Linked DNA regions of Hordeum vulgare: region 1 is linked to region 2. A link is a contact called in public Hi-C data. All regions are on one chromosome and are shown on one strand. Each heading gives the region's core, a stretch centred on a gene start, on an enhancer-like site or on the middle of the called end of the contact. The rest is flanking DNA. Distances are from core to core; before and after follow the strand shown. Region 1 has its middle 6.0 kb from the start of LOC123445791. Region 2 holds the start of LOC123415233 (immediate early response 3-interacting protein 1-like).

Region 1 (3,286 bases), core at 11-2,510, 600 kb before region 2:
GCCCACCTCTAGTCATGATGATCGGAAATCGCTATTTGACGCCCGTTGCGTTAAAATGTCGAGCAAACGCATAGAAATCTAGTGTACTAGGCCGATCCAGTTACGTTATATGTTTCGTTTGGGAACCTTCAGGAAGGTCCGTGTCTGCTTTTACCTATTTGAGGAAACTTCTAGAAAGTTCTCTGAACAGTTTTTTTTCTTTCAGTTTTTCCGTTCACTTTTTTCTTTTCTTTTCTTCTTTTACCTTTTTCTGTTTCTTTTTACAGTTTTCGTTTTTTCCTTTAAATGTCAATTGTTTTCCTTTTCAAAATTGTTCTGAAATTTCAAATATTTGTATTTATTTCAAGAAGTATTCCTTTTTTTCAGAATTTCTTCACAATTCCAAAAAATGTTTGCTTTCGGAAAATGATCAGGAATTTTAAGAAATGTTCCCAGATTCAAAATTTGTACAAAAATACAAACAATGTTCTCGTTCTCAAATTGTTTTGGTAAATTTGAAAAACTTTTTGATTTTAAAAACTTGTTCGCAATTTCATATTTTTTAATCTCAATATTGTTGGCATTTAGAAAAATGTTAACATTTTTATTTGGGTTTTAAAAGTTTGTACATATATATATATAAAATCGTGTTTTGTAAAAACTGAGTCTTTTTTTTAAGAAAATGGTCATGTTTGCAAACATTTGTGCCCTTTTTCATAAAATCTTCGTGATTTAAAAAAAAAGAGAAATTTCAAAAAATGTTCGCAATTTAAAATTTTATCTAAACTCAAACTCAATATATTTTGGACCTCCAAACAATATTTGAAAATGTGCATATTTTTGTAAATTGGGAAAAATATAGAAACTTGAACTATTTTTTTTAAATGGTAGTACCATTTTTCAAATGTTCGGTTGTTTTAAAATCCGAACAATTATTTAATTCTCAAACATTTTCTGAAAATGTGAACACTTTTTCTTAATTTCGAACATTTTCTGAAAATGTGAACACTTTTTCTTAATTTCGAACATTTCTATCTGATGTTTACAAGGGGGGTGTCAGATCTGTAGGAGATGATATTTCAAATAACCCGCATGTCTAATGAAAGATGTTAGTTTGGCTGGTCTGCGACAAGCGTCTACATGCTCCATTTGCAGGGTTCAATCCCTCGTACTGGCGCTTTCATTTTTCGTTGATTTTTGTACTGTTTCATCGCGATGATGGGCGGCCCAGTCAGGGGCTGTACAGGAGGTCCTATGATTGGGAACTCCTACCTGCCGCTCGCTGCGGCAGGGAGTCCCTCCCACGCACAGGGCGATCCCTGACAGAGCCAACCGAGTAGGCACGCGATAACTGTAACTTCTTCTTTTTTTGCTTATTTTTCTTCTTTTTTTGGACGTTTTTCTTCCCGTTTTCCTTTATTTATTTTTTTATCAAAACGAACAAATGTTGCATTTCTAAATTCATTTTTGAAAGCTTGAACGTTTTCTAAAACAGGGAATAAATTTGATATCACGAACAATTTTTTAAAGGATGAACCTTTTTTTAATCTTGAGAATAAAATTTTAAACCAAGAACAATTTTGAAAAATCCAGAACATATTTCGAACATTTTTTGAAAATACAAAATATTTTCTGAAAATCAAGAACATTTTTCTAATAAACAAAAGCATTTTTTGAATTAGAACAACATTTTTTCAAATATCCCGAACATTTTGTGAACATCCATTTTTTTTAGAAATTCTAGAACATTTTTTATAAATCAAGAGCAATTTTGTAAAGGAAAAACATTTTAATAATTTGGCGATTTTTTTTTGAAATACTGAACATTTTTTGAAAATCCAGAACAATATTTTGAAAAAGAGCAGTAATATTTTCTGAATTTGAAGAAGATTTTTTGAAAGTCCCAATCATTTTTTAGAAATACAGTTTTTTTAGTAAAAAGCACAAACGGAATTTAAAGAACAGTTTTTGAAAGCTAGTACATTTTTTGAAAATATAGAACATTTTTTTTAGTAAAAAAACAGAATTTGAAGAACATTTTTTGAAAACCTAGTACATTTTTTGAAAATCAATAACAATTTTCTAATAATTTTATTTTTTTCTAATTTGATAAACAATTGTTAAAAATCCCGAACATTTCTTAAAATCCAGAAGATATTATGAAATTCCGGAACATTTATTGAAATTATACAACATTATTCTAAAATACAGAATATTATTCTAAAAAGCAAAAACATTTTCAGAACTTGAAGAAGAATTTTTGAAAATCCCGAACATTTTTTGAAAATTCTGAATATTTTTGAAAAAACAGAACTATTTTTTGAAGAAAGAGTGAAAAAAATTCCGAATTTGAAGAACATTTTTTGATAACCCAGTACATTTTTTGAGAATCCCGATCATTGTTTGAGAAATAAGAACTTTTTTTCAAAATCCAGAACATTCTTTTGACAGAAACAGAATTTGAAGAACATTTTTTGAAAACCCACTACATTTTCTGAAAGTCGAGAAATGTTTTCTGAAAACTAAAATATTTTGGAATTTTTAGGACAACAACAACCAAGCCTTTCAGTCCCAAACAAGTTGGGGTAGGCTAGAGTTGAAACCCATAAGATCTCGAAACCAAGTCATGGCTCTGGAACGTGGATAGCTAACTTCCACGCACCCCTGTCCATGGCTAAGTCTTTGTCGATATTCCAAACCTTCAGGTCTCTCTTAACGGACTCCTCCGATGTCAAGTTTGGTCTACCACGACCCCTCTTAACATTCTCAGCACGCTTTATCCGTCCGCTATGCACCGGCGCTTCCGATGGCCTCCGTTGAATATGTCCAAACCATCTGAGACGATGCTGGACCAGCTTCTCTTCAATCGGTGCTACCCCAAGTCTCTCTCGTATATCGTCATTCCGTACCCGATCCTTCCTTGTGTGGCCACATATCCATCTCAACATGCGCAATATTTTTTGAAAATCCAGAACATTTTTTGAAAAGCCACAACATTTTTGAAATAGAAACAGGAAAGAATAAAGAAAAAACCGGTTCAAAGAACCTTGTAGAAAGTTCCCAAAACCAAAAAAATGGTGGGGAAAGTCTAGATGGTTCCCAAAACCGGTAACGGTAATGGGCCGGTCCAGATCGCGTCGCTCCCTTGTCATCCTTGTGCGAAACCCCGATATCTTGACGCAAAGAGCGGCAAATATCATTTTTCCCTATGATGACCTTTTGTGACATACCAAATTTATGTTACATCTATGTGTTAATTTACTTTCAGTTTTTTCCAATTTGTTTGAAAGTGTCAACCAAACTTGGG
Region 2 (3,294 bases), core at 446-2,945:
TTTGCATTGTAAAATTCTTGCCAAGCACAATCTAGCATTCCGTGGTAAGAACGGCAAACTGTATGAAGATAGCAATGGTAATTTATTGGGTTTGGTAGAGATGTTGGCTGAATTTGATCCAGTTATTTAGGAGCATGTTCGACGTATTACAAACGAAGAAACTCATGCTCATTATCTTGATCATAATATTCAGAATGAATTGCTACACTTGCTTGTTTCTTATATTAGGTCTGAAATTATCAAGAAAATAAAGAGCTCAAAGTATTTCTCTGTCATACCTGATTGTACCCCTGATGCAAGTCACCAAGAGCAAATGTCTTTAATTATAAGATATGTGGATTCATCTTCAAGTCAAGTTTTCATAGAAGAGTCATTTCTTGGATTTCTAGATGTAAATGATACAACTGGCCAAGAACTTTTTTAGGTGATACAAAATGAGCTAAAATATTGATGCCAACTGGCCAAGAAAGAAACAATTTAATGAGAACCCAGATGACATACATATTGCCACACAGTCCAGAGAGGAATCATTTAGAATTAACTATTTTATACGTGTTGTTGATCAAGTAATTTCCTCACTCACAAGGAGATTTGAGCAATACGAAGGATACCCGAGAATATTTTGTTTCTTATTTACCTCTGAAACATTGCGTTCATTGGATAAGAACATTTTGAAATCTTTTTGTGTTAATCTTGAGGCTGCACTTATGAAGGATAAATAATGTGATATTGATGTCAATGATCTATTTGTTGAGTTGAAGTTTCTTCAAAATTTCATGTCAGAAGAAAATATCGGACCTCTTGAAATTCTGAATTTTCTAAAGCGGCGTGATTGTTTTCCCAATGCAAGTATTGCATATAGAGTTCCGTTGACCATTCCTGTAACTGTTGCATCGGCAGAAAAGAAGTTTTTCTAAATTAAAGCTATTGAAATCCTATATGTGTACTATTATGACACAACAAAGACTCAATGATTTGACCACAATAGCACTGGAGAGTGAAGTGTTGGAGAAGATTGATTATGAGGATATCATCGAAGATTTCATTTCAAAAAATACTAAAAGAACGAGGATGTTCAAATAAATAGCAACCGCGAGTTGAATAGGTATGATTTTTTTATATGTCCACTTGTTATGCAAGACATTACATTACATAAATTATAATTTTTTCTACGACATATATATACATTATAATTGTTAGTTAGTTCTTTCATAGATAGGACCTCAATTTTTAGTTTGGCACAGGGCTCGAGATTTTGCCGGCCCGGCCCTGTCTCTGAAAAACCCAGCTTGAGCATAATGCCCTTCAAATATTCCCACTCAACTCAACCATACGCTTTTATCATGCCGAGTTTTAGAGCACAATGTATGTCTATAATGTAACTGCTTTAATACACTATATATGAAGTGAAGACACTCATAAGCCATAATAATATTTTTAGTAATCAACCTCACAGAAATGGATGCAGATTGTTCATCATAAATTGTTTCAGAAAGGTTGGCAATTACCTAACACGCGATATTTTTCAGACAACGACGCAATCTTATATATTTTTCAGACAACGACGCAATCTTATATATCACGTTACACAATAAGGTCTAAATTTTTCCAACAAGGCATCGTCCCCGGTCCGGTCCATATAGGTCTGGTCCATGTCGTTCCATGCCAGCCCATTGTAGAACCGGAGCCGGCCTGCTTCTCTTGGTTCTTACCGTCCGTGTCTGTGTCTCTATCTCCCGCCGTCCAGCAACCGACCGGAGCCGTTCTGCGCTCCGTAAACGAGAACAGAGACCAGAGCCTTTCCCCAGTGGAGGAATCCAAAATCGTCCACTCGACAAGCCAACGTTGACGTCCAGGCGAACTGGGAGCGCAGATCCGTCCTGAATTGGCTCAATCTCTTCTCTTTTCGGTAAGGAACCCTGGCTGGGCTTGCCTGTTTTCGATTCGTCTGGGAGTTCATCATCAAATCCATGGCTCGATTGGGTCTGTAATTTTACCTCAGAGCGCGCGATCGATATCTAGCCATCGTCAGTTCGGTAACCGATGTATGGGTACAGTTTATTTTTCGGTTTTTATGGGCTCAACTTTATCACCACAGTTCTCTCTCGTCTCGTGCAGTTTCTTTTTTATTTCTTCGTCCATGTATACTGTATACGTATGTCATCATCAGGATAATAAAACAGCATAATTGGTAATTGGTAGGATTTATACCGTCCCAGGAAAAAAAGTTTTGACGGCGATGGGACATTTTTTGAATGGACATGTTTGTGTCAGATTGATTTACTGCAATCCCAGGCAATAGAGGCTCGATTCAGAAACAAAATTCAGAGGGTTAAAAAATACTATGTTATGGGCTCTTTCCTTGTGACTGATGTCAGATTGTGATCCCTTCTTATTTTGCAGACATGGGCCTATGGTCATTCCTTGAGGGTCTCCTACTTATTGCTAACGCTCTGGCCATACTAAACGAAGACCGATTTCTTTCTCCCAAAGGATGGAGCTTCGCCGACGTTAGAGGCATGCAGGGAGCAAACACCTTCAAAGGGCAGATGATTGGCCTTATATATGCAGCTCAATATATGAGATTTCCATTGATCCTTCTAAATGGAATCACCATACTTGTCAAGTTCGTTTCATTTTGACACTGGCAAGTGGAGTATTATGCTATAAAGTTATTATCCATTTTGCTCCCTTGCAAATTGAGATATTTGTAGTTAACTAGGCTTTTTGTACTCGTGCTTCTTCAGTTCTTCTTCCAATAGTCTTTCGTTGATTGTAGTATCGATGTGCCTTATATATGCACACTCTGTTGAAATGTTCAGTTGAGCTCAGCTAGTTATCCACTAGACCACAATGGAGACGTTAGGTATCTAATTGTGATCTCTGATTATGCTTTTGTATTTGTCCACTGTAAACGTTTTTTTTTTGTTATCCCTAATAACTTATGTGCATGTTTTGGTTTGGTCATTGAATGAGTTTTTAATTTCCAAGTCAGGGGACCTTCATGCTTTGTGGCCACCTAGTGATTTGAGTATTTCTTCACGGTTGATTAACGTTGCTGGAGTGGCTGCTCGGAATACAATTGCTTTTTTTTAAGGTGCAGTGGATTGTCATTCTTAGTGTGTACTCCCTCCGCCCCAAAATAAGTGTCGCAGATTTAGTGCTAAATTAGTATAAATTTTATACTAGATCAACGTCATTTATTTTGAAATAGAGGGAATATAATTTTTGAAGGTAGACGAGCTTAGAAGGCACTTTTGGAATATCTGTTAAAAAAGGACATCTAGTTATATT

Evidence for each region. Hi-C and Micro-C count contacts between places; a contact is called where the count stands out from the background.
Region 1: a contact with region 2 is called in a Hi-C map of leaf, with 4 times the contacts expected there. The contact joins the enhancer-like site here to the promoter of LOC123415233 in region 2. A contact is called at or near these places in 2 of 6 Hi-C or Micro-C datasets (leaf and seedling).

Annotation. Positions count from the first base shown.
Region 1 is chr1H:466,503,450-466,506,735 of MorexV3_pseudomolecules_assembly, reverse strand. No RefSeq gene overlaps it. Among protein-coding and RNA genes, the nearest start is that of LOC123445791, 6.0 kb to the left of the region's middle. Within about 2 kb of position 1,260, at least 2 of the 3 cell types and tissues checked have open chromatin away from gene starts, as enhancers often do. A contact at or near this core is called in leaf, where this site is marked.
Region 2 is chr1H:465,908,506-465,911,799 of MorexV3_pseudomolecules_assembly, reverse strand. It overlaps LOC123415233 (immediate early response 3-interacting protein 1-like), which reads left to right and starts at 1,695. Exons shown (of 2, transcript XM_045106728.1): 1 at 1,695-1,909; 2 at 2,404-2,990. The coding sequence starts at 2,406. The coding sequence ends at 2,642.